Linked DNA regions of Mus musculus: all the other regions are linked to region 3. A link is a contact called in public Hi-C and promoter capture Hi-C data. All regions are on one chromosome and are shown on one strand. The core of a region is the stretch at or near the end of the contact, and the rest is flanking DNA. Distances in the headings are between cores, read along the strand shown. Region 1 holds the start of Fam219b (family with sequence similarity 219, member B). Region 2 holds the start of Ulk3 (unc-51-like kinase 3). Region 3 holds the start of Stoml1 (stomatin-like 1). Region 4 has its middle 19 kb from the start of 1700017B05Rik. Region 5 holds the start of Scamp2 (secretory carrier membrane protein 2). Region 6 holds the start of 1700017B05Rik (RIKEN cDNA 1700017B05 gene).

Region 1 (4,320 bases), core at 108-2,607, 720 kb before region 3:
TAAGCAATTCCAACAGCTGGGAATGGTAGTGTAAACCTGCAATTCCAGTACCTGGGAAACCAAAGCTCGGGGATTGTGAGTTTAAGGCCAGTCTGAGCTACATAGCGAGATTCTGCCTAAAAATAAAAGGAGTCCGGCAGATAGTTTGGGGTGGAATTCACAAGATAGCATAGGTTTTATCAAATCTGATTTTTTTTTTTTCCCAAAGCTCTGATCCCAAATGCTTCTTTTTCTCCTATGCAGCATTTTTTGTTCTTTTGTCCCTGGGTTTCGGCTGTACAATATTGACCTACCCTTTGACAATGTGTTAGCCATGGAACAGTCTCGCGATATTTGGCAGTTTCTACAAGGATCTGGAGCTTATTTCCAGCCAGACACAAGCACATCCCTTGGGGGCCAGAGTCAAGAGTCTTGACACAGCCTTGTACCCTGCCACATAGACTCAAGAGTGCACTTTCACCCTGCTTGCTGGTGTCCAATTTATTTTTGCTACTGCAGGACTTTCGTTCTTTTTTTTTTTTTTTTTTTTAAGACAAGGACTTATAGCCCAGGCTTGTCATGAACTCGGCCTCCACCTCCCTTGACCTGAGCTTACAGGTGTGCACCATCATTCCTAACTTCCCATTTTACCACCAAAAGAGGGAGGGAGAGAAGAGGAAAGAGAGAGAGGGAAAAGGAGAGGGAGGGAGGGAGGCCTTTTGCATGCCAGGCAAGAAGTCTATCTCTGGGCTATATAATTCCAGCCCCAAGGTTGTATTTAAGTGTGGAAATATGCCTAAAGAGAGCCAGCTGTGGTGTATGCCTTTAATCCCAGCACTTGGGAGGCAGAGGCAGGCAGATTTCTGAGTTCGAGGCCAGCCTGGTCTACAGAGTGAGTTCTAGGACAGCCAGGGGGCTACACAGAGAAAACCTGCCTCGGAAAAAAACAAAAAACAAACAAAAAAGAGCCAGCTGTTGCCAAGGTCTCGGACAGGCAAGAAACCAAAAACCGGTGGCATTTGTGTAGGATGCCGTGGGTAAATCCTGACCCTCCCAGGCCTGTTTTCTAGAGAAGAGCCCTGTAGCCCCTTCATATGAGCCCGACCCCTCCTGTATTGGTCTTAAAGGAGCCCCGGCTGCGGTGAAAGAGGCCTGCAACGCGACTTGGGTCGGCACAACCCGCTAGCCTACCATGTGTCATTTTACTTGACTACAGACTGAACTGACTTTCCTGCACATCCACAGGCTCAGACAGACTTCGGGTCTCAGAGTACCTGAAAGGCAAGACCTGGGCTGGCCAGTTCCTGACGGGTAGGGCGGAACCTTGATGCTCTCTCCGCAGCAGGCGGCCGGAAAGCGCCAAGGGAAACCCGCGCCTGCGCGCCGCCATCTTTCTAAAGGCGTGTTACGTCTTGTCATTCGTTCTTCCCCGCGCCGGTCTGGCCACTGGCGGAGCGGGGCGGGACCGGTCATGGCGACCGAGGAGTTCCGCGGGCATGCGGTGCGGATGTCCACCCAGGGGTCTCAGCCTGGCGCGGCTCCCGACAGCGTGGCAGGAACTGCGGGGCTGCCCTCCGGACAGAGCGGCGGCGCGGGCCTCCGGCTCGGGGAACGCCCGCCCCCCGCCATGGAGAAGCGGGGACCCTACTTGGTGACACGCGCACCTTCCATTCAGGCTAAGCTGAGTGAGTGCAGTGGGCTGCATAAGGGTCTCTGCCCGAGCGGGTTGCTGTGGCCTGGGGTTGGTCTCTAGAGCCCCGTGATCTTGTCCCCAGAGTGGAGGGGGTTTAGGTGCAGCCCTCTCCTGTCCCCGACAGTCCGAAAAGCAGCAGAATGGGGAAGACCTGGCTGACATAAGACCCTTTGACTTCCAGAGAAGCACCGGGACCATGCCAAGGCCGTTCTGCGGAGAAAGGGCATGCTGGGTGCCTTGACGAACCGACCCGATTCTTCAGGGAAAAGGTCTCACTGGGCTTTTTACTTCCTCTGTCAGCAGCGTTCAAAGGCCCTATCCCTTCCTGTTTGGGAATCAGGGCACTGTTTAAGGTTGAGCTAGCTAGCTTATTTGCTGGTATCTTAAGAATGGGAACTAGGAGGGATGGGGCTGGGTGGGAGAGTGAGAACTGGAACTACCTCTACTCTTTATTAAAAGACTGTGCAAAATAGAAAAGTCATAAAATAGACTTTGTAAAAGGGGAGTTGCATCAGTGCACAGATAGGATAGCATTAAAGGATGAGATGGTTGCTGGAGTCCCGGGAGTGAAGATGGAGAGCCCGTGCAGTATTTTTGGAGTTTTTTTTGTTTGTTTTTTAAAGGCAGAATGGTACCCTCTTAGAGCTGAATAAGACCTCACACAGCTGTTTATAGCTGAAACTCAAATGTGACTTGCCTGGGATCCCCAGGCTAAGGTGGAAAGATGCAGCTTTTTACCTGGTTCCTGAAATGGGGAGGTGGGCCTTTCCTAGGAGCTTTCAGTGCAGTAGAGTGGGCCAGAAAAGAATCCGAGAAGCCGGAGCCAACTGCATAGAACAGCAGTTCGTGGTGACTGTGACCGGGTAGAAGGAAAGTCTGGAATAGTCCACTCAGTTCTTTCTGCATAGGGATCAGGGCTCTGGCCTTCCCTGTGAAATGCCTCTGCTTTCTTCCCCGCCCCATCTCAGGTCAGTGAAGTTTAACAAGGGCTACACTGCTCTTAGCCAGAGTCCAGATGAAAACCTGGTGTCCCTCGACTCTGACAGGTGAGTGCTTTCCTTGGAAATAGTCAGCAGTGACTTGAATAGATCAGCAGAGTGCTTGATGCCCTTGCCTGCTGCCTTTCTCCCCCGAGGCCCTTCATGTACACTCCAGGGCTGCTCTCTTTTGACTGCTGTCCCTTCCAGGGATAGCATGGCTGGAAGTGTTCCTGTCCTATTGGGCTTGCACTTTTAGCGAGAATCACCTGCGGGAGCCATTGGTGCTCACTGGGACTCTGGGCTTGAGTTCTCTGGTGTGCAGTCTTTGCTTCACAAGTCCTTCAGACCCCCTTGCATGCCCTCGCCATTTGCAGCTGTGCCACAGAGATGTCCCCTGAACTGATTGTCTTCCTCTTCTCCTAGTGATGGGGAGCTGGAATCCAGATATTCCTCCGGGTATTCCTCTGCAGAGGCAAGTCCAGAGCGCCTATCTGTGCAGGGTCAGGCTGCAGGCAGGTCACCACCCACCACTGCCAAAATGTTTGTGCTGCCTGCTGTGTGCACAGCACGGTGCTAGATTCCACTTTGCTCCCTAGTCTTCCACTATTCCCTCTTCCCTAAGCAAAGAGAGACAGGCATCTTAGGATGGCTGTTGAAATTCAGGAGACTATATATCCTCAGAGCTAGAAGTGATGTCAAGTCCATAATCTTGGAATCCTCTTTCTAAGTTCCGGCTAAGTGTCTATAAACTGTGCTGGAATGCTTCTTGTGATTGGTCACTCACTACATCTAAGAAACATTGCTTGCTGCCCTCTTTGGGTAGTTTCCAGGTCTTCTGTTTCTTGCAGCCTGGACCCACTGGTCATAGGTTTGCCTTCCAGTGTTGAAAGGTAATTCAAGGCTTCCCTTTTTTTCTCTGAGTCAGCATTCAACCCTCCCCCACCCATCTTCCACTGAGCTTGCTTTCTTCAGTTCCATCTCTGGCAATAGTATGAGCACACCTCCTAGGCTGGTCTTTAGGACATCTTTCTAGAGTGATTGTCCCAGCGAGAACCAAAGGGACAGAAAATTCTCAGCCAGGCATGGTACCATGTGCCAGTACAAGTACAAATGAGCTGCAGTTAGGGACATGGCCGCACTGGGTAGCTCGTCTTTATTCTCCTAGGAATCATTGGTTAATCTCAGTTTTGCAAAGGAGAAAACAGCTTGCACATTGTACCCTCCTTATATGTCTAAGACATTAAGATTGTCAAAAACTAAGGAAATTCTGTCAAGAATCACAAGTCTAAAAATGTCCTAGCATCATTGATGTCCTGCCTACCAGCACCCTGGTGAAAGCAGGCTGGCTTTGCAGGAACCTAGCCCTGCCAGCACAGAAGGAACTAGCAGCAATGCTGTCCCCCTACCACTTTCTACTGTTCCACATATACCTCTAATACTCAAGCCTAGTTTTCTGTTGCCAACCTTCCTCTCTACATAGCCCTGGCTGTCCTGGAACTCGCTCTGTAGATCAGGCTGGCCTTGAACTCAGAACTGCCTGCCTGTCTCCCAAGTGCTGGGATCAAAGGCATGTACCACCACAGAGGACAGCCCCATATTCTTCAATCTTGATATGGATATCTGGGTGACAGATTTTTAAAGAGAAGCCTGGCTGGTTCTCAGTGAGCC
Region 2 (4,067 bases), core at 672-3,171, 660 kb before region 3:
CCCGAGGAGCCTTTCAGGGGAATTAGGCTTCCCGACTCTCCTTCCCTGAGCCCTGGCCTCTCTGTCAACTGTCTTCTGAGCTGCACTTTCCTCGGGTGCCTTATGCAGTGACTACACCAGCACAGACCTGGCAGGGATTTGTCTTGTCCCTGCTCCTCCCTCAGTAGTCAGCTTTCTCCTCTACAAGAGGGAAGGAGAGGAAGGGACAAGGACTTTAAAAAAAAAAAAAACACATGGGAAAAGAAAAAATAACAAAGCTGTCTTTCCTTTTCTAATGGTGGCTTGGTCTGATTTTGTCTGGAAGCAATGGGACTGTTTTCCCTGAAAACAAATGGACTCATGTGCTTGGGATCATGGGCCAACCTGGGCTCACTGTACTGGGGATTTTCCACAGGCACCCTGTACTTCACTCCCTCCCTCTACAGGCTCCATGTGTATTGGGTCTCCACAACCTTGCCTTTCATGCTTGGGCTTCCTAAGTCCCCCAGTGGCTCTACTCTAGGTGAGCTGTGTTCTGGGTGGGAGCACAGAAGTCTCCCAAGTCCTCTTCCGGTGAGCTCCTGGTGTTCTTCACAACCGAGTCATGACCCTGTGCCTGCTACGACTCATGTGTGATAGCACCTTGTGCCCTCTGGGGGCCCTCCCTAGCCTCTCTTCAGACTTCTGAATGTACAGTAAGTGGGGTTGGTTGAGACTTGGGGGATGAGGAGGGGACGAAGACAAGTAAGTCAAGTCCTGCCCAGCCTCTACCAGTCTTGTGAGAGGGTAGATGTCTGCTTGTTTTGGCTTCTCTCCTCCCAAGGGACTCTGCCCCTCTGCCTTAGCTTGGCCCCTGCCTATCTTCAGCAATACTCACCTCTTAAAACGCTTAGGGTCTTTTGGAAGAAATCAGTCCTGAACTATGTCCTGCAGGCAGGACTGCCGAGCCTTCTTTCTGAGGGTTCTTCCCACAATGGAGTCTAGGTCCCTTTCTACTTGTCCTGGGGGCTCCACGGGTGTGTCACTGCAGTGGCACCTAAGAAGCCGCTGTGGAAACCTGGACCCTGTGTTTTGTCAGTACTGCGAGAGCTCACCAAGCTGGCCAGTCTCCTGCCCCTGGGAACTGGGGCCCTCCTGAGACTACCCTCATGCTGTCAGCCCTAGAGCCACCAAGTGGTAATGTCAGCCACCGGGGTTTTGTAAACTTCCTGGTATTATTTTCCTCCATGTACAGATGTATATGTCATGTCTCAATTTTTGTGCTTAAATAAAAAGATTTTCGGACAGCACTGGCCCTGATGTCAATGGTGGACTTGGGAGGGCTATAGCCTACTGAAGTACAGACTAAGGGCCTACTAAGATAGGTGAGGTGACAGTTAAGGTTGTTGGTGGCTGAGCTGTGCTGGACGACAGACCACTCAACTCTAGGGAAAGAGTTGAAAGGCAGAATCGAGGACCCTGGCAATGGCAACTTGGTCTCTTCCAAAGGCATTTAAATTGTTTTTCGCCAAGCATAGTGGCACATACCGTTAGTCCCAGCACTCCGAGGCCAGACTGCTCTACAAAGTAAGTTCCAGGAGAGCCAGGGCTACTCAGAGAAACCTTGTCTTCCAAAACCAAATAAACGAATGAATAAGGGCCAGAGCACGTGTGATGATCAGAGAAGAACTTGCTGGAGTCCGTTCTCCCTCGTCACCCTGTGGGGCCCTGGGATTTTCATATCCACTGCTTCTGGTCTTGAAGGGCAGGGAGTGAGCCAGGCTCTTCCTCCCGCCCCCTACGTAGGTGGTCTCTAGGATGCCATTCCCATGTGATCGTGTCCGCAGTCCTCGACACAACTCTACACCCACTAAAGCCTCAGTGTCTGAAACCTGCCTGGCAATCCTTGGCAGAGGGTGTCACCCAGCCCGCTGCCGGCGGGGAGGAGCCTCGGAGGGGAGGTGTCGAGCCGCGCTTCCGGCGGGCAGCGCCGGGGCCCTGCGGAGTCCCGCCTCGCCGCCCCTCGAGCGCCCCCAGCTTCTCTGCTGGCCGGAACCTGCACCCCGAACCAGGAAGCACCTGGCGGCGGGCGCGGGATGGCTGGGCCCAGCTGGGGTCTCCCTCGGCTGGACGGTTTCATCCTTACCGAGCGCCTGGGCAGTGGCACGTACGCCACGGTGTACAAGGCCTACGCCAAGGTGGGTGTGGGCGGGTCGTGCCGGAGGTGTCCCGGCGCCGGGCACCCGACTCCCGTGCCAGCCAACTCCCTGCAAGCCCGGCTGGGTCACGGGCCAAGCTGAGCAGGAAAGGCGACCGCCTTGAGAGCAGTAAGGCCACAGTGGCTGCCCAAGCTGGTAGAGGAGGCTGGAGCTAACCGCCCCTTTTAGGTTTTAAAAACAGCCACGCCAGTTTGGTCTGGAGGTGCGGGCGATGACCTAAGGGAATCTCTGTGTCAGTGGCTGAAGAACCGGCTCTGCACGGAAGTTGCCTTAGGGGCTGGGAGGAGTCTGGGGTCAGACTCCCAGGAGGCAGCACCAGTTAGAATGCAGAGTGGATAGCTCTTTAAATAGTGACATCCCCCGCCCCCTAACCCTCCCCGCCCCCCCTCTAGAAAGTGATGCGGTGGGTTAGAAGCACGGCGTTGGAGAACACTTGCTGGGGTGGGATTCCCGAATCCGGATGCCTCGTTGATTTGAGACGTGGAAGCTGGGAAACTTGGAGGTCCATGGAGAGTGGACAGACTCCAAACAGGGGAAAGTTTGCAGACTCAGAGCCCACTCCAGCCCATGGGGTCGGCCCCTTCAAAACAGACACCCCAAATTTTCTGTACCACAGAAGGATACTCGGGAAGTGGTAGCCATAAAATGCGTGGCCAAGAAGAGTCTCAACAAGGCGTCAGTGGAAAACCTCCTGACTGAGATTGAGATCCTCAAGGGCATTCGGCACCCCCATATCGTGCAGCTGAAAGACTTCCAGGTCTGAGCCCAGGAAGGGGTGCCTCCAAAGGCGGCTGGAGAAGGGACAGCGCCTAAAGCTGTCTCTCTCTCTCTCTCTCTCTCTCTCTCTCTCTCTCTCTCGCTCCCTTTTTTTGGGGGGGGTTCAAGACAGGGTTTCTCTGTATAGCCCTGGCTGTCCTGGAACTCACGCTCTCTCTCTTTACTTGCAACCACAGTGGGACAATGACAATATCTACCTCATCATGGAGTTCTGTGCAGGGGGTGACCTGTCTCGCTTCATTCATACCCGCAGGATCCTGCCTGAGAAGGTGGCCCGTGTTTTCATGCAGCAGTTGGGTAAAAAGCTTGTGACACACCCCGTGGCTTCTTCTCCCCTATCCCAATGCTTTGCAGTCTGCCATGTTGTGTCCCTAGCATCTGTAGGGAATTCAGGCTTCCACATGGAGAACATGATGTAAGAACCTTGTGGCATCTTCCAGGGCCCAGTAGGTGGAACCCAAGTGCTTTAGTGAGGGAGAATGCAACGTCCTTAAGGGCTGGGGCTTTTCTGGAGGCTCCTTGAAGGGAGGGTGGTTTTATGAAGGGTACAGAGAACAGGCACTTGGGAACTCTTAGAAGTAGCCAGAGTCTGTTGCTTCTATATATTCTGTAGCTCAGCCAGAACAGCGCTGCAGTAATAGAGCTGTACGGGGATAGGTGGAGGCCTGGGGAGGGGAGAGGCAGGTGGGAAAGAGGCTCTGACTTATTTTCTGGTGGCTGACTCCTCAGCTAGTGCCCTGCAGTTCCTGCATGAACGAAACATCTCTCACTTGGATCTGAAACCGCAGAACATCCTGCTGAGCTCTTTGGAGAAGCCCCACCTGAAACTGGCAGGTCTGCGTCTGGAACAGCAGGGTGGCAGTTCATTTAGAGTGGGTGAACAGTGAGCTCCTGGCTGTGCTGCTTCCTCAGCGGCCTGGTTCCCAGGGGTCGCTCTGTTAAGTCATTAGTGACAGATCAGGAGGTGTAGAGCTGAGCCCGGCGCCAAAAGGTAGCACCCATTCCCAGGCTGCCCACACTTTCTGTCCTGCAGGGTGGTGGGTGGAGCTAGGGATCAAGTCTGAATTAGAGTTGGGGTTCAGTCTGGAACTAGTGCCAATGTGTGACCAGCAT
Region 3 (4,445 bases), core at 1,181-3,680:
CTTCTAACTTCAGTCTGTTCCCACCCACTTTTCTGGCCCCTATGTGCCTATTCTCTGTTCCTATGTGAAACTGATTAAAAGGGATGGTAACAGGTTCCTGCTTTTGTAAACTTAGAGTTGTGGTGAGATGGGTTCTAAAGGGAGACCCAACATCCTGGAGACTGTGGAGGCCATACATCTAAGCTGACCAGTATCCCTTGGCCTTTAAAATTAGCCCATCAAGGGCTGGAGAGATGGCTCAGCGGTTAAGAGCACTGACTGTTCTTCCTGAGGTCCTGAGTTCAATTCCCAGCAGCCACATGGTGGCTCACAAGCATCTGTAATAGAATCTGATTCCCTCTTCTGGTGTGTCTGAAAACAGCTACAGTGTACTCATATAAATATTTTGAGTAAATATTTTAAAAAATTAGGCCAAGATCAGTTATATTGTGTACAAATATTTGTGTTTTCTTTCCTCAATTTTTTAAATTATGTGATGTAACATCTATTAATAGAATGTCAATGGTTATCATATTGAAGTCTGAGATACTAATAGAATGTTTCTAGGGGGCTGGTGAGATGGCTCAGGGGTTAAGAGCACTGACTGCTCTTCCAGAGGTCCTGAGCTCAATTCCCAGCAACCACATGGTGGCTACAACCATCTGTAATGGGATCTGATGCCCTCTTCTGGTGTGTCTGAAGACATCGACAGTGTACTCACATACATGAAATAAATTAATTAATTCAAAAAAAAAAAAAAAAGAATGTCCCTCAAGGGACATTGTCATCTACTCTAAATTTTTTGTTTGTTCGTTTGTTTTTGTTTGTTTGTTTGGTTTGGTTTGTTTGTTTTTTGTTTTTTGTTTTTTTTTTGGTTTTTCAAGACAGGGTTTCCCTGTACAGCCCTGGCTGTCCTGGAACTCACTTTGTAGACCAGCCTGGTCTTAAACTCAGAAATCTGCCTGCCTCTGCCTCCGAGTGCTGGGATTAAAGGCGTGCACCGTCACGCCTGGCATCTACTCTAAATTTGCAATGCATTTGCAGTTGTATGAGGGATAGTTTTATCTGGTTAGGTGTAATTATAACATGGTTAAATATAATGTGTTTGTAATTGTATGTCAGATAGTTATATCATGTTTAGGTATTATTATGATTTGCTTAATGTTTTCACTTGGAAATTGATAAGAAGATATGATTGTGTGTCAAGTTGGCAAGGGGTGGACTTGTATGGCAATTCTGGGTTGTCAACTTGACTACATTTGAAATTAATTAAAACCTCACTCCCGGTACCAACTCATCTTAGGGTTTTTATTGCTGTGACAAAACACCGTGAGTAAAGAGCAAGTTGGGTAGGAAAGGCTTTATTTTGCTTACATTTCCATATGGTGGTCCATCAATGAGGGAAGCCAGGACTCAAATAGGGCAGGAACCTGGATGCAGGAGCTGCTGCAAAGGCCATGGAGGATGCTGCTTACTGGCTTGTTCAGCCTGCTTTCTTAATGAACCCAGGACCAGCAGCCCAGGGTTGGCCCCACCCACAATGGAATGGGCCCTGCAACGTCAATCATAAATTAGGAAAATGCTCTTCAGGCTTGCCTACAGCACAACCATTTTCTCAATTGGAGATCCCTCTTTTCAGATTATTCTAGCTTGTGTCAAGTTGACATAAAATTAGCCAGGCTAGCAGTCATAGGCAGGGGAACTTAGAAATGAGCTATGGCAAGGATCCAGGGAGGCAAGACTGGGAAAGATTCGTCTTTTCTTGCTTTGTAAAATGGCCTCCTGCCAGCCTCCCAGCATCCTACTGGGGTATATTTTCTACCTTCATTTGGGCTTTCTGAAGCCACGGAAAGACAAAGTTACCTCAAGTGCCTGGATCAAGGAGTCTCATGTAATGCTTTGCTGCTGCTGCTGCAGCCACCACCACCACCATCCACTGCCAGGATTCCTGGGGTGTCTGCATGTGAAATTTTTCTTTTATACCAAAGTTGGGGCCTTCTGACTTCAACTTGTCCACAGTGACTTGGATCTGCCATCATTAAGCAAATAAGAACAGGACTCTGTATGGCAGGCTCTGTTTTCTTGGCTGTGGGGAAACAAACAAACAAAAAATACCAGTTTGCTGACCACACCAGAAGAAATCCTACATCTGGATAAGCACACCCATAACTCATAAGTGTGTTGAGTTTGGAGGAATGGTTTGAGGCCAAAAACATTTCTCTGCTTCTGGAGAAAACGCTCCTGCAATGCTCCTTTAAAGCCAAACTTCCTTGCCTCCTTTCCTAAGGCCAGGTAGGAGGTGGTCAGGAAGCCTCAACCTTAGAACCAAGGCCACATCCCCAAACTGTGCTCCCGCCGTTCGGTCCTCCCAGCGCAGGGGGTGCTGTGGAGCGGCAGGCATGGTGGACCCGGCCTGATTCCTGATCCTACTCAGCCACTGTTGTTAGTGACGGAGTAAAGCCGGAAGCAGTGGGAACGAGGAGGGGCGGAGCTGCCACAGGCTGGGCAGGGCAGTCTCCCAGCAGAGGATCGGGGCGTGTCCCGGTTAGAAGTCATGCTTGGAAGGTCTGGCTACCGGGCACTGCCCTTAGGGGATTTTGATCGTTTCCAGCAGTCGAGCTTCGGCTTTCTGGGTTCGCAGAAGGGCTGCTTGTCCCCAGAGCCGGGCAGCGTGGGGCCGGGGGCCGGTGAGTGGCTACCCAGCACCGCGGACAGAGGGGCACCCCAAGACCTGTACTCTCTGCCTCTAGGAGGAAGGAGAGTGAAGGGGATAGGATATGAAGTGGGTGCCAGACAAGGTGTGGGGATGCTACCACCGATTTGTTCTCCCTACGGCACCAGCTGTAGCTTTGGAAGCCGCGCAGCCCCATCTTCCCTAATCTTAGCCCATCCCGTTACTATTTCCAGGATAGCCCATCATGCATAGAAAGAAAACAGAGCCCTAGGCAGAGGGAGCCATAACCCACAAGGCATTTGTAGAGAAATGGAAAAAGAGTCGCCCTAGGGTAGCAGCGCAGGGAGCAGGAGTCTCCTGTGTCCTGGTGAAGATGCACAGAACAGAAAGCTGGGCCTGCAAGCTGCCTGGCTTGTTTGCTTTGGCTTCCTCTCTCCAAAGCCTGACTGTCCTTGGAGTATTCTGGTCCTCTGTGGTTCTCCTGTATTGACGGTGCATTGAAAGCTTTGGCAATGCTGAACGAATCCTCCATTTTCTGCCCCGTTCTTTTTTGTTGTTGTTGTTTTTGTTTGTTTGTGGTTTTTTTTTTTTTTTTTTTTTTTTTTTTTTTTTTGAGACAGGGTTTCTCTGTATAGCCCTGGCTCTCCTGGAACTCACTTTGTAGACCAGGCTGGCCTTGAACTCAGAAATCTGCCTGCCTCTGCCTCCCAAGTGCTGCGATTAAAAGCGTGCACCACCACGCCCGGCTCTTCTGCCCGGTTCTTAGGATTCCTCCTTCCCTGAAGAGGTCAGGAATTAGTTTATGACTTAGACTGTCCTGCAGGCAGGGGCTTCTTGAAGGATAGAACAGACGTCTCTTGTCACCTTCCTGTCTAGGGCTGGGGAGGAGAGAACAGATAGCAAGCTCATCCCCAGATTCTGGGCCTGTTTGCTCAACACCCATTCAGGATTCTTAGTTCTTCCTGCCAAAAGGCTTGAATTGAAGTACACTATAGATATAGATAGATAGATAGATAGATATAGATATAGATATAGATATAGTTCTTTCAGGGCATTAAAGTGGGAATAAATACTAAACTAGCACTTTAGTCCCACTGTGACTGTTACTTGTGAGCATTAGTTTTATCCTTAGTAGCTGAAGCCTTTCCTCTGTAATGACCCCTTGAAAGCATACTTGTGGTGTGGCCAGTAGAATGTGTTAACACCAGCAGTGTCCACTCCACCCAGCATGAGTGCTCTCTATTCCAGGTTTGGGTGGGCGGTACTCATTAGGCAAGGGCTTGTTGGTCCATGCTATGTCCAGCAATGAGAAATCGAATGGATCATGTTCTCAGATTCTGTGGCTCTCACCTGGGAGAGAAAAGTCTCCTGTAGGGTGTTGTACCGGTTAGTTATGGTGGAGGTCCCTAACTCGCTATGGGGAGCTTTTGGGGCAGAACACAGGCAAAACATACACATGGCCCACTGTACTCTGGGACACGGTGCCTGAAATTGTCCTGCCAGGCCCAGCTGGTGTTCTGTGGTTGCTTCTGCTCTTTTGCCCCCAGACGCGCCGGAGAGCTGGCCCTCCTGTCTCTGCCATGGCCTCGTCAGTGTCCTGGGGTTCTTGCTGCTGCTGCTCACCTTCCCCATTTCCGGCTGGTTTGCTCTGAAGGTAGGGCTGGCTGGATGCTGTGGGGGAGTGGGGAGGCACAACGAAGGTGTTGATGAGTGGATTCCCCGTATTTGGCCTCTAACTGCTATCACACCTCTAGGAAATAGGTAAGGCAAGGGTTGTTCATTTTATAATGGC
Region 4 (4,097 bases), core at 1,276-3,775, 970 kb before region 3:
CCAGACCCATCTCTCTTAGAAGCCAGGTGTGAGCTGTGAATCAGAAATACCAGCCACAGAAACTGTTGCCTTATTTGTTTTTGCTAGAGACTGAGATAGATTGCTTTCTTAGACCTCAGCTTACATCTCTGGACGGTTATCAGAACATCTTTTAATCAAGCAGGGCCTGGGAAATAGATGGTGACAGAGAGGATAGAGCCAGGGAGCCCATTACTGCTCTGACAACCAGCAGTGCTGGCAGGGTTAGCCCGGCGTTGTGCTGCCATAGGAATCAGCCAGGAGGGGCTGGGCAGGGAGGCTTGAGTCTGTGTAGATAAAAGGCTCATTTGTAGACCTGGCCATGAAAATCATTCTCAAGGACCAGCCAGAGTTCCTGGCCATTGGCCACAAGGTCTTCAGAATCCTTGGCCTACATAGAGTTTCTTCTTTCAGCTTCTCGCAGAGCTTTATCAGGCTCCACAGTCCTGCCCAGCCTTCTATTGTCCTGACTGCCCTGTGAGGAAGGGAGGCCAGACAGCAGGTGGCCAAGAGCGGGGCTTAACAGCAACCTGTGGATCAGCACCCAGCCTCTCCCTCCTTCACCTGCTGCCACCTAAGCCGCTCAGAACAGGACACAGGGCACTCAGTTAATACAGACATGCTAACGCTCCTTGGCAAACTCAAGCCCAGAGATACAAGGTCACTTGACATTCAGCAGTTCTAGCCAATAAAAACATAACATGAACCCATATGTTAGTTGAGATTTTCTAGTAGAGACTAAGAGCTTTTCTTTTAAAATGGGAAACTAGCCTCAATAATATACCTAGCCCAATTTACTAAAAAATTATTATTTCAACACTTACCAAAGTGTTACTGTTTCAATTTATAAAATATCAAAATAATTAGGGAGACATTTTACATTATTTTTCCCATCATAAATTACATAGCTAACTCACATAGCAGTGTGTAGCACCTACTGTGGGAGAGGGAACCACTCTCCCTCTCCTTCTGTGTACTTTAAGACCTGCAAGTTTGGGGCTGGAAAGATGGCTCAGCAATAAAGAGCACTGACTCCTCTTCCAGAGGTTCTGAGTTCAATTCCCAGCAACCACATGGTGGCTTGCAACCATCTGTAATGAGATCTGATGCCCTCTTCTGGTATGTCTGAAGAGAGTGACAGTGTACTCATATACATAAAATAAATAAAATCTTAAAAAAAAAAAGACCTGCAAGTTCAGTAGGCAAAGCAGATTAACAGGGAAATATGTCCTTAAGCACACAGCAACCAACAAAGGGAATCATTATGTTGTCTTGATCATTTCATGTATAACTCAGGCTGGCCTCAAACCCATGACAATCCTCTGCCTCAGATTCCGAGTGCTTGGATACAGGTGTGTGCGTCACTTATCTGCTTGAAGCTAACTTTAGCTGTTTAAAATTAAGGGCTTCTAATAAAGGGTTGTATATTTGACGTAGTAAAGGGGTGGGGGTGGGGCGAGAAATGGGCAACCAATAGGTAAACCACTTTTCCTTAGGATAAACAAATGAGAATGCAAGGGCAGATATCTGATAAGAGAGTTCATGACTACCTTAGATTAATATAAAGGAAGTACTGATCGTGCGGTTTTTGTTGTTTTGGGAGAGAGGGGGCATCAACTGAATCTCAGCCATCTTCAGCATAATACAATTTATATGGACTTTAAGGTCCAGAGTGGGTCCCAGCACCTTCTGAGTGCTCGGCAGTCATACTTGGATACTGGCTAGACGCTCATTGGACCGCCCAGGGGCAGACCCAGCAAGTGTCCCTTGAGGTAATAGGTCATGCCTTGTTCAGCAGCCTTCGGGTGCCCACCATCTTCTCAGCAGCTTGCTCCCGCAGAGAAGCTGATAGTGTGGATGGGAAAGCTCTGTCCAGGGTGTGCAACCCAATACCTTTCCAACTCAACCAATTGTCACAAAACAGCTAGAGGGTTGACGCCCAGAGCAAGTGAGAACAGGTGGATGCTAAGACTCAAAGCTGTGCTTCCTATGTGGTGGCTGAGCTCTACACTCCAAGGAGACTTAAAAAGGGGTGCAGCGGCTGGGTACGTCCTAGGACACTTGGTTTTACAAGCACCCCCTCTAAACTGCTCTGTAGACAGCACAAAGCTGGCCTCTGGTCACTGGTCACAGCCCATCTCAGCCCTCGCCCTGGCTGCTTCCCCCATACTTCAGGCGGGAGACCCAGAAGCCTATCATTGCCACCTAGTCTCACAGATGGGGAAACTGAGGTACAGTCCTTGTACACTCCGGTCTTGGGTCTAAACCTATGTTTCAACAAAGCCCTGAAAGCCTCAAGAGAAAAATTTGCAAAGTTTCGCATCCTGGCACCTTGCCAGCTGCCTGCCCCTCGGACATGGGCAAGCTTGGGCCACGGGGGACTGGCTGCCAGGGTGGCGCCCTCAGGGAACCGTGATGTAACTCTGCGCTCCGATTGCAGGAGAAGCCCCCAGGCGCAGTGCGCCTTTGTTTACTCCAAGCGCCGCCTGAGCGCGGGCGGAGTCACCGTCGTGGTCCACAGGCTCAGCCTGGCATACACAGTCCAGAGGCCACAGCTGCGAGCTAAGCGCCCACACCTATACGGCAGCTCTGTTTCAGCCTCTGATAACCCAGAGCAGTGACTCTGTGTCAAGATAGATGCTGCAATGTCCCTGAGTCCTGTCTCCCCAGCCCCCAACGCCCCCCTGCTCTGTGGGAGCTGCAGAAGAGTTCAAAGTAACATTCAAACACAAAAGCCTGGAGCTTCCATCCCCAGCAGCCAAGACTAGAGAGCCCTGTGTTCAAACTTTACAATGGCTTACTGCAGCATTGGCAAGTCCCCCGTGGACTCCCACAACGTGCTGGGTCTGTTTACTTGTGTGTCTAAGGAGCAAGGTTTCTGCAAAGAGACATGGTGGGAGTCCATCTTTGGATGCCCAGAACCCTCCTTAGTTCGATAGTTGGGGGTAGGGGTTAGCATTTTCCAGGGGCACTTCAATTTCACAGATATGGGGTTTGCTATAGATGGGGAGAATTTAACACTGGGGAGGGGTGCTGAAAGGCAAAGCTAGCATACTGCAGGTGATCTCCCAATACCCCTCTATGTTTAGTATCCAGGAGTCCCCTGCAGTGGGGCCAAAGACAAGCTCTACCCCGGAGTGGGGAGAGCAAGAAAAAGCCAAAGTGTGTCTAGATGACAATGTGTCTGGACAGATCCCAAGCTTAGACGATGCTTCTGGGCCCTAGCAGCTGTGCCCTGTGCTCAGTAGGACTTCAGTTCCCAGGTGACTGTAGAGGAAGGAACTAAGGCTCAGAGAGAGTAGGGGACCCACAAGTCACAGGGTGAATTGGTGACAGCAATAACTAGAAGCCATAATCCTTCCTCCTTCTAGTCCCTCATGCATTCTGAGAGGACAAGAGCCTTATGGATTGGGGAGGGGAGCTGTGCAGAAGAGGCTAGCCCCCCAGCTAGCAAGGGGGTGCCCTTTGGAGGCATTCTGGGCAGGAGGGCTTCCTGAGGTAGGAGCTGAGAAAGGCCGAGGCTCTTCTGTGAAGAATGACTCTAGGTACTATAGGACGCAAGCTCTGGAAAGACTGGTCACAGCTGGACTAGGGCCAAGGAGGAGCAACCTCTTCCAGGCCAACCAGGATCAAGGAGAATTTCTACAAGAGTCCACTGGTAGTGGGTGCCGATTTCTATTCCTGCCTCCCCCTTCCTAGCTCTCTTGAGTGTCATTCCCTCTGGGAGCTTGTTTCCTCTTCCCTGCCCACAGGGGGTGGGGGGGGGGAGTGCTTTGTGATTGGCTCCTTCCTACTTGAGACCATGAGACATTTATGTAGCAGTGAGACAAAAAGACTGGGACCAGGGGAGACTCACGGGCCTTCTCTCCTCCCTGGTCCCGAGAGCACGGCTGAGAGTCCTCTCAGCTTGTTGAGTACTTGTACCTCTGATCTACTTGGTGGCTGCTGCAATATTCTGTCCTATGCTCAGGTAGGCTTCTTCGGAAAGAAGATCAAGAGGAAACTTTGGGACTTCTACACTCCCTCTACCTGCCTACATGGCCTGAAAGTTCGGAGCCCTGTGCTGGGCATTGTGCAAG
Region 5 (3,801 bases), core at 181-2,680, 690 kb before region 3:
GCAAAAGAAGGGGTGAGAAGAGATGGGGACTACACATTCAAAAAGACTCTGAGGGCAAACTAAACAAGTGGACTTCACACAGCAGAATGGTTTAGGGGTGAGGGTGCTTGCTGCTGTGCCTGGTGACCTGAGTTCAGTCCCTGAAAATCACATAAATGTGGGAGGAGAGAACCAACTCCACATTAGCCCCTAACACATGCGCTCCCATCCACCCCTCATGTGCACACAGCATCACTACTACCACTACAAGAATGACTACTACTACCACCATGACTATTAAAAAAAAAAAAAAAAAAAAAAAAAGCTTAAACGAGATCACTGGGTAGTTCTGAAGTGGACCTGTCAGATTACTGTTGATAAACTCCCCAGGATGTAGAAAGATGATGTCTTCATTGTAAATAGTTTTGTTTGAGATTCTTAGGAAATATCTTGGAAAAGGACATGAACATTCAAGCTTTAAGCCTGATTCATTTTACTCTAACATAAAATATACACATAGTAAAGGAATATTAACTTTATGTCAACAGCCTTTAACAGTAAATGGTAATTATGCTGGAATTTTTTTTTTCTTAGCTGGTGAGAAGAGTATCAATCAGACTCTAGGATGAGAGATTCCTCAAACCTACAAACAATAAAAAGGCAACAAAACCAAGAAAAGCAAACCAACCTGCCAAAAACCCTGGAAAAACAATAACCAAACAACCAAAAGCAAACAAAACAAAACAAACAAACAACCCCCCAAATAAAAACAAAACAAACAAACCAAAACCACAAAAATCAAAAAACCCATCTGGTTGCAACACAAGAATAGACCAATCAGTAGCGCTGTTCTATTCCAGGGTAAGAAACGATTCAAGCTAGATTTCACAGCGGCCCGAAAGACATGGATAAATAAGTTTGTGAGTTTGTGAGTGAATTAACTACCACCTCTAGGATATCTATGAAATCACAGGAGGGTGGAGCCTAAAAGAAATCCTGCTTATCTAGGGCAGGGGTTGATGCAAGGTCTTCCAGCTTTATCCTGGAGCACAGTTGTTCAGATAACTCCTGTTTGACATGTCTCCCCTGTCCTTTTGGTCCGGGACTTGCTCGAACGCCTCAATTTTGCCCTCTAGGAATGAATGCATGATCCTTTCCTGCCAGTCCTTTATTTGGAAGCTCAAAATAAATACACATAGGAAGGAAGACATCAGAAGAGATTCTGCACCGGAGGACTAAGTGGATAGAAGGTTTGGGTATGTAGCTCAAGGCTACACCTATGTCTATTATTCGTGAGACCCTGGATTCTATCCTCAGCATCTCTGGAGATAAAAAGAAAGTGGATGGAGACAGAATGAATAACCTTCGCTTTCTAATAGGCTGGGCAGGGGCGGAACGGACCTTTGTGACGTCCAGGGCCACGCCCCCACAGAGGGCGCTACGCCTGCGCCAGAACGGCTGCCTTGCTCCCGGAAGTGGAGGGTTTACACTGTGTGCCGCTGGGTCTGAGTGACCAAAGGCAGTAGCGCTCGCGGAGATCACCCGCTGGCCCTCGATCACCATGTCGGCCTTCGACACTAACCCCTTCGCGGACCCAGTGGACGTAAACCCCTTCCAGGTAGAACCCCCAATTCTCAGATTTCTTTAGGGAAAAGGGCTGCGGCCTGGGCCTCTTTCGCCAGAGCCGGGGACGTGGCGTAGGAGGGACGGATCACCTGTCCAATGGGAGAGCGGTATCTGAAGGCTGGCCTATCATAGTTTGTATGGAGGCGGGACTTTGCAACAGGTGGAACTGCGGCAAGGGGGCGGGGCGCTGTAAAGAAGTGGGCACTTAGAGCACCCCGGGTTGTAGCCCATCCGACCGGCCTCTGCTGGAGAAAAGGGCCAAGCACGCGCTTATCCTGGGGAGGTGTCTTAGAGTCAGAAAGGGAAGCAAAATGTTGCTGTGCCATTTCTACAGTCTTGGGGGATCTACCTGTATTGAGTCATCCTAGGAGAAAGGCTCATTGAAACATAATGAGGAAGTAGAAGTCTGTTGGGGTGGAGAAATGTGGAGATAACCCAACACCTAACAGCAACAGCAGTAGCGAAGCAAGCATCTAAAGTACAGGAGAGTCCCTAGTGTTTATCAAGAAGGCTGAGAGAGGGTAGGAAGAGAGGCCAAGCCAGAAAATTACTTATTGGCCAAGCACTTTGTTTGGATTGAGTTTGGGCCACACACTTTGAGGAGAGGGAGGTGAAGGAGCTTGGAGCCCAAGGTACACGGGTCTGACAAATCTGCATGGGTGGTTACCGGCCTGACCTTTGGAACTTTGAAAGAATACAACAGTCTTCGGACCTAAGCCAAAACCTTCGCGTGGAGAACGCAGAGATGCCCAGTTGTCTATGTTGAAGAACTGGAACTCCTTTTAGTGCCAAGGCGCGTTCTACTTCTCCTTTCATGTCTGCCCGAAACCAGTTTGAGGGACGCATGCTTGTGATGACTGGGGATTTATGAGCGCAGCTGTTCCTCCGGTGTTAGTATGTCACCAAGCTCTTGAATTCGTCTTGCTGGTGCTTTATTTTGGTCCTCTACAGCTTCAGCATTTCCTGAAGGTGTTGGAGAAGTCCACTGAGCTTTTCCAGGGTGGGTCCTTCCAAGGGTGGGAGCAAAGCAAAGGCGCCTTGAACTAGATGGTTATACACTCAGGGAGTAGAGTATGACCATCTTCTCTTTTGAAGTTTTGCAGTAATGGGATTGAACCAGAGCTTTGTTCGTTCTAGGCAAATCCTCCACCGCTGTGCATATTGGGTAACACTGAGCCCTTGGATTATTTATAACAGGATCTCTTCATCTAACACAGCCTGGCTCTGAACGCCCTATGTGTCTGTCACATGGTGGTCTTGAACTTGGGGTCCTTCCTCTACCTCCCAAGTGCAGCCATAACTAGCTCGAGCCACCACACCCAGCCAGGCCGAGAGTGGAAATTTTATGCTTCTTTCCCAAGGTGACCTAGCTGATAGGAACCCTTGGGCAGATTTTGGTAGTTGATTCCTTGCTACACTGGGGAGTTTAGAATATATTCTTGTAGCTTAATGCTTCTTGACAGAGCCTTTGCAGGGAACATGTCTCTTACATAAGGCAAACGTTTGCCTCTATTAGTTTAGTGAGGAGAAGAGTATTTGCATTTTTCCTGTTGCTGTCTTCTGCTAACTCCTTTGATTTAATGATAGATTGTTTTATAGTACTGGGGTTCTGTTATGTATAGCAAAAGTCCAGCAGTCTCTGGGAGTGTGTGGTATATATGATGTTCCTCTGTCCGGTTATAGTCTGTCAGAATTAGAAATGCTTTGCTGCTCTCAGGGTCAGCCAGCTGCCCCACTTTGCGGCAGATCTTCTCCAGGGATAACAGAGGGCAGGATTGGGCTGCCCTGGATTAGGAGTAGCTCCTTGAAAGTCTTAAAGTTCATCTCTGGCCTCAGAAATGACTGGGCAAAGTGTGAGTAACTTTAGAAGTAACAAAGCAAGGTCTGCATTGCAGTCAAGTAAGACAGTTTGTCCAGGCAGTCTCAGGAGATGGCAGGACAGGAAGCAGCTTTTGGCTTGCAAACCGGCAACATCTGGAGGGGAATCCTGTGTGGAAAGAAGAGGGCTTGGCTGATGGTGATACACTCCCCCTCATACTGGAATGACTGTTCATCCTTGGCAGGAAGCGGTGTGAGGAGAGGCAGCCTTGTATCTGATGCTGGAGCCCCTTCTGGTCAGAGCTGCCCTCCCTTCCTTTAGGAGAGTGTGAGCTGCTTCCCTATTGCCAGGGCTGGGGCACTGGGAGGGCGTAGGCC
Region 6 (4,398 bases), core at 1,243-3,742, 990 kb before region 3:
TCTCTCTCTCTCTCTCTCTCTCTCTCTCTCTCCCTGGTGCTGTTCCCATTTCCTTCTTTCCTTTCTTCTTCTCTCCCTCTTTCTTTCTTCCTTCCTTTCTTTCTCTCTCCCTTTTTCTTCCTTCCTTTCTTTCTCATGTTTCCTTAATAAATCTAGGTTCTACTTGAAAGAAAAGAATACAGCACAGAGGGAAGTCCAAAGAAGGGTAAGGACCAATGTCCAGTTATCACAGGCACTTTCGTTAAGAAACAGGCATCCCCAATGGCTTATGGGTGGCTCCCTCTGAGGTTTCTCAGTTGGGGTTATCAATGGCCCTCCTCTCCCTCCCCCAGTGAGCACTCCTACCCCCTAAAACTCCCAGTGGCTTAGAAAAGGGTAAATGGGATCAATATTCCTATAAGTAGGTCACAGGTAAAGTGTCACACACTTCTGTCACCAGCAAGCAGGGACCACCTTTCTCCTCCTTTCTGAACAGTGGTCATGACTATAGGGGCTCAGCTAGACCAGCAAGGTGACAAGAAAATGTAAAGGGTGGTAATATGGTCTAGGGAAGGCCCCATCCTGCACTGCTCCATACTTATATGGTTGGTTTTGCTTTATTTTATTTTCTCATTGGGTCTCCCTGTTTCTCCATCTGGAACCCACTATGCAGACCAAAATGGCCTTGAAAGAGATCTACCCGACTCTGCACCACAAGACTCACATGGCTCAGAAGGTACCAAGCCCACTCTATCCTTGGGGAGGTCTGGGTTAATTAAGGGCTGGCTTTGGTCTCACCTCCACCAATGCTCCTTGGGACCTGCTCTAACCACCCCTCTCAAGAGTCCGTCTCTCCAGGGCTCAGCCCAACCCGTGCCCTTTGGCCCTGGAGACTTCCTGAGAACCAGACCCCTGGGACCCTCAGGAGTCTTTGTAGGAGGAGTGAGGGCGCCAAAAAGCCAACCCAAGACTCTGAAAGGTGAGGCGGTGACGTAATGCCCGGCCAGTAGGATGGAAAGCTCCCTCGGTAGAGGCCACCCCCACTGAGAGAGTAGCCAAAAAGAAGGTGCCTTGTTTCCGGATACCAAAGTAGCCTAAGGCGCTTGGGGAAGGTAGGGCCAACAGGTGATCCTACCGTGAAGATGTCCAAGTTCTGCCAGTTCTTAGAGGAGTTCTAACCTCAGCCAGAACCCAGGGCAGGGTCAAGCGCCTACACTCCTGCTTTTCCACGAGGGAGACAGACAACTCCGTGGGTCCATTTCCACGTCACATCCTTGGGGCCTCATGAAGAGCGCGATCCCAGCCAAGTTGAGGCCCGCATCAGTATTCTCTCCGCTCTAACAGATACCAGTCTTCTAAAAACTTTGCGTGCTGAGGTTCTGAGCACTCACTCAACGTGGAGCAGCCCACACTTCTCAGTTTGAGAGAAAGGGTCTCCCCGGATGCTCCGCTCCTAATTTCCCTCTCCCGGCCCCGCCCGTGACCCTCGTGCCAGTGGCTCACAGCCAGCCGGCTTCAGTAGGGAACTGGCGCCCCACCGCCACACCAGGCTTCCGGGTGTCCCCAAGCCTCTCTCTCCGCGCCTCTGCAACGCACGTGCACCCCGGCAGGCTGACACACAGACTGCCGTGGGCCACGCATGCAAAGCTGTTCCTACACGTACATGCATGGCCCGAATCTGCACACATGCCCCCCACTGCCCAACGGTGCCCTTCCTTAGCTCACGTAAACGTGTAAAAAAGTCAGGAGATTCGCACTGGGAACCCCACGGATCGATGCCCGCAGACTGCACTGAGGTCCAGAAGGCTGGGGGGCTGGGGGGGGGGCGGCCTCAAAGTCTGGGCAGCCACCTCCTTCGGGACGATCCCGCCAGCTTGGGCTGTGGCCAGAGAGTGAGTCAAGCAGTGGCTAGGAAACCGCAGGCGGTCCTGTTCCAACAGGGTTCGTCCACGGCCCCGCGGCACCTCAGCGCCCGCCGCCACCAATCCCAACCCCCCACCGCCACCCCGAATCGGCGCCCGGCAATCCGCGTGAGCCTGGCCCCGCGAGAGGCCCGAGGGATCCGCCTGACTCTTCGCCAGCCCTAACGCCCAGGCAGTGCTGTGGCTCCGGAGCTCTACCAGGCCCAGGGAGCATCCAAGTCCTGGCAAAGTCTGGGCAGCGGTATGACTGGGCCCCGTAGTCTGACCGCCCGAAGCCTCAGCACCTGGGCCCCGGTCCCCGCGCTCCGTCCTGGGGCTGGCCGGTAGGGGCGCCCTGGGGCAGGGCCACCCGCCCCTTGCCCACGCGCCGCCCGCAAACTCGGCCCAAGTTTCCGCGCCTGCCGGGTAGGCGAGCTCCTACCTTCAGAGCACCAGGCTTCTAGCGGCCGCCACCCGGAGCAGCCGCGGCATCTTTCAGCGCCGCCTAGGCTGCGGGTCCCTGTCCCGCCGGCCTTGCGCGGGAAGTCGCGGCAGGCAGCTAGCCCAGAGAGACGTTCCGCGCGACCGTTCGTGCTGCCGCTGGGCGCCGTTTGTGGTCCCGAGCGGGGCGGGGCGGGGGCGGGGCGGGGGCGGGGCGGGCCGTTGAGTGGGGGCAGAACCCGGCTGTGCCTCTGGGAGCCTGCGCTCCCCTGGGTCCTCCCGTGCCGAAGGCCTGAGTGGAACCAACTTTCCCGCGACCCGGCCTCTGGCTTTGTGCACAGTCTTCGCTCGCCTCCTTCCTCAAACCTCTGCCCCGAGGGCGATCGTAAGCCCTCATTCAGTCATTCCGTTAGATCATTCATTCCTTGCTACTTTCTAGCCATGTGACCTTGGACCTGCCACTTAACCTCTATGAGCTTCAGTTTCCTCATTTGTAAAAGTGATATTCTGCCTCTTAGAAATAGGGCCATCAGGCTTCGAAAAGATGTGTAGCACATAAATTGGGGTATGGGAGGCTGAGGCAGGGGAATTGCTGAGAGTTTGAGCTGAGCCTGGGCTATCTAGCAGTCCTTTTTTTTTTTTTGTTTTGCTTTTGCTTTGTTTTGTTTGGGAAGGTCACACTATATAGCTGTGGCTGTCTGGGAACTTACTATGTAGACCAGGCTGGCCGTGAACTCAGAGACACACCAGCCTCAGCCTTCTGAGTGCTGCAGTCAAAAGCTTGGACCACCACACTCAGTTCCTAGCAAGACAATAAAAATGCTAAAGGATATCTCGAGGCAGCCCTAACTTCCTCAACAAACAAGTTGCATTAGGAAATTAAGAAGGACTTATGAGGTAAAGTACAGACGAGTATATATCAGCTCCTAGTGACCTGGAGTGGGCCAGGAATGAGACTCTGGAGATATTGCCAAGCGGCCTTGGTGGGCATCTGAGCCTTTCTGGCAAATGTGTCGCACCAGAACCGGTCTGAGCATGAGCAACCTGGAAAGCTGATGGGATGAAGCATCCCTAGCCAAGCTGATGTGTTGCAGAAAGGGGCTGGGAAACCCACTGCCTCTGTTCACCTGGACTCTAGCCCATCTGGTTGTGGGGCCTTGCCCAGCTCAGCGCTAGCACCTCTTTCTTGGAAGGAATCTAATCCTTGCAGTTCCAGGACTGCCCAAGGCCAAGGCAGGGTCGCATGGTGAAGAATAGTTGAACACCATAGAGATCAAAATTAGTTTTTGGGGCAAAACCACTCAGAACACCCATCTTGACCCAAAGATCAGGACTGCCTGAGTCAGAACAGAGCTGAGGGCACAGGTATGGGAGAAGATGGGGCTGGGGCGGAGGGGCTGGGCTCCAGGTAGGATTAGGAAGAGGAAGTGAGGTCACTCAAGGAGAAGGGGAGGGTGTCTCTTGGATTAGAGCTGGAAGATTTTTTTACAAATAGAGGCTAGACAAATAGAGGAGAGACTCTGAGGTTTGGGGCTTTCCAAATCACATTGCAAATTGGGACAGAAGCCCAGGTTGCCTGGGTTTTGTATCTTACTAACATGCTTTAACACTAGAAAGGTGCATCTGTGCCCTGCCAGCTCTGGGTCATGCCAAATCTGACAGGCTCAGCCTTCTCTCAAGGAGATATTGTTTCCTACTATCACACATACTAACTCTGCCCTCTTCTCCCTTGTGCGTAGCATCTTCTTCCACTCCTGATGTCAGGAGTGACTTGGGAGGAAGACAGTGAGTGCCCTTGGCTCCTGTGGTCTAGAACTCTCAGGCTGTAGACCCAAGGAGGACCCCATTATGTCATGATTAGCCTGCAAGACCCTAGGGCCCAGCTAAGACTACAGCCCCATTATTTTGTCTCAATTCATTAACATTTCATAAAGACAGCTGTCCCTATAATCAGCTTGTCTATTCCTTGTTGACATCATGTAAACACCCTGGATCACCAAAGAAAGGGCATAGGATAGAGGACTTGAGAGCCACTTTGCAACTCCCAGGGCTTTAACTTGCTCAGCACAAAAGAGAA

Evidence for each region. Promoter capture Hi-C pulls out the DNA fragments that hold promoters and counts their contacts. A called contact is a pair of places that touch in the nucleus more often than the background predicts.
Region 1: a promoter capture Hi-C map of erythroid cells shows a contact between it and region 3, with 23 times the contacts expected there. The contact joins the promoter of Fam219b here to the promoter of Stoml1 in region 3. A contact is called at or near these places in 4 of 39 promoter capture datasets (erythroid cells, liver, neutrophils and 1 more), 2 of 484 Hi-C or Micro-C datasets (B cells and embryonic stem cells), 2 of 115 datasets of contacts at active chromatin or transcription factors (embryonic stem cells and pancreatic cancer cells) and 2 of 9 other capture datasets (adipose tissue and liver).
Region 2: a promoter capture Hi-C map of erythroid cells shows a contact between it and region 3, with 30 times the contacts expected there. The contact joins the promoter of Ulk3 here to the promoter of Stoml1 in region 3. A contact is called at or near these places in 3 of 39 promoter capture datasets (erythroid cells, liver and pre-B cells), 4 of 115 datasets of contacts at active chromatin or transcription factors (extraembryonic endoderm stem cells, large pre-B cells, microglia and 1 more) and 1 of 9 other capture datasets (liver).
Region 4: a contact with region 3 is called in a Hi-C map of B cells, with 12 read pairs. The contact joins the enhancer-like site here to the promoter of Stoml1 in region 3. A contact is called at or near these places in 2 of 39 promoter capture datasets (liver and pre-B cells), 1 of 484 Hi-C or Micro-C datasets (B cells) and 1 of 115 datasets of contacts at active chromatin or transcription factors (pancreatic cancer cells).
Region 5: a contact with region 3 is called in a promoter capture Hi-C map of erythroid cells, with 11 times the contacts expected there. The contact joins the promoter of Scamp2 here to the promoter of Stoml1 in region 3. A contact is called at or near these places in 5 of 39 promoter capture datasets (the C10 cell line, erythroid cells, liver and 2 more), 1 of 484 Hi-C or Micro-C datasets (B cells), 3 of 115 datasets of contacts at active chromatin or transcription factors (bone marrow-derived macrophages, extraembryonic endoderm stem cells and pancreatic cancer cells) and 1 of 9 other capture datasets (liver).
Region 6: a promoter capture Hi-C map of erythroid cells shows a contact between it and region 3, with 37 times the contacts expected there. The contact joins the promoter of 1700017B05Rik here to the promoter of Stoml1 in region 3. A contact is called at or near these places in 3 of 39 promoter capture datasets (erythroid cells, liver and pre-B cells), 2 of 484 Hi-C or Micro-C datasets (B cells and CD4 T cells), 1 of 115 datasets of contacts at active chromatin or transcription factors (bone marrow-derived macrophages) and 1 of 9 other capture datasets (liver).

The regions. Positions count from the first base shown.
Region 1 is chr9:57,536,171-57,540,490 of GRCm38.p6, forward strand. Fam219b (family with sequence similarity 219, member B) reads left to right here and starts at 1,358. Exons shown (of 5, transcript NM_001166364.1): 1 at 1,358-1,664; 2 at 1,854-1,941; 3 at 2,641-2,718; 4 at 3,076-3,124. The coding sequence starts at 1,451.
Region 2 is chr9:57,587,531-57,591,597 of GRCm38.p6, forward strand. Ulk3 (unc-51-like kinase 3) reads left to right here and starts at 1,922. Exons shown (of 16, transcript NM_027895.1): 1 at 1,922-2,156; 2 at 2,794-2,934; 3 at 3,131-3,251; 4 at 3,684-3,788. The coding sequence starts at 2,055. It overlaps Scamp2 (secretory carrier membrane protein 2), which reads left to right. Exons shown (of 9, transcript NM_022813.3): 9 at 1-1,268. The coding sequence ends at 26.
Region 3 is chr9:58,250,734-58,255,178 of GRCm38.p6, forward strand. Stoml1 (stomatin-like 1) reads left to right here and starts at 2,431. Exons shown (of 7, transcript NM_026942.3): 1 at 2,431-2,666; 2 at 4,201-4,307. The coding sequence starts at 2,534.
Region 4 is chr9:57,279,291-57,283,387 of GRCm38.p6, forward strand. No RefSeq gene overlaps it. Among named protein-coding and RNA genes, the nearest start is that of 1700017B05Rik, 19 kb to the left of the region's middle. Within about 2 kb of position 2,526, at least 73 of the 459 cell types and tissues checked have an H3K27ac peak or open chromatin away from gene starts, as enhancers often do. A contact at or near this core is called in B cells and pre-B cells, where this site is marked.
Region 5 is chr9:57,559,514-57,563,314 of GRCm38.p6, forward strand. It overlaps Scamp2 (secretory carrier membrane protein 2), which reads left to right and starts at 1,431. Exons shown (of 9, transcript NM_022813.3): 1 at 1,431-1,597. The coding sequence starts at 1,541.
Region 6 is chr9:57,260,107-57,264,504 of GRCm38.p6, forward strand. 1700017B05Rik (RIKEN cDNA 1700017B05 gene) reads right to left here and starts at 2,493. Exons shown (of 3, transcript NM_028820.2): 1 at 2,323-2,493.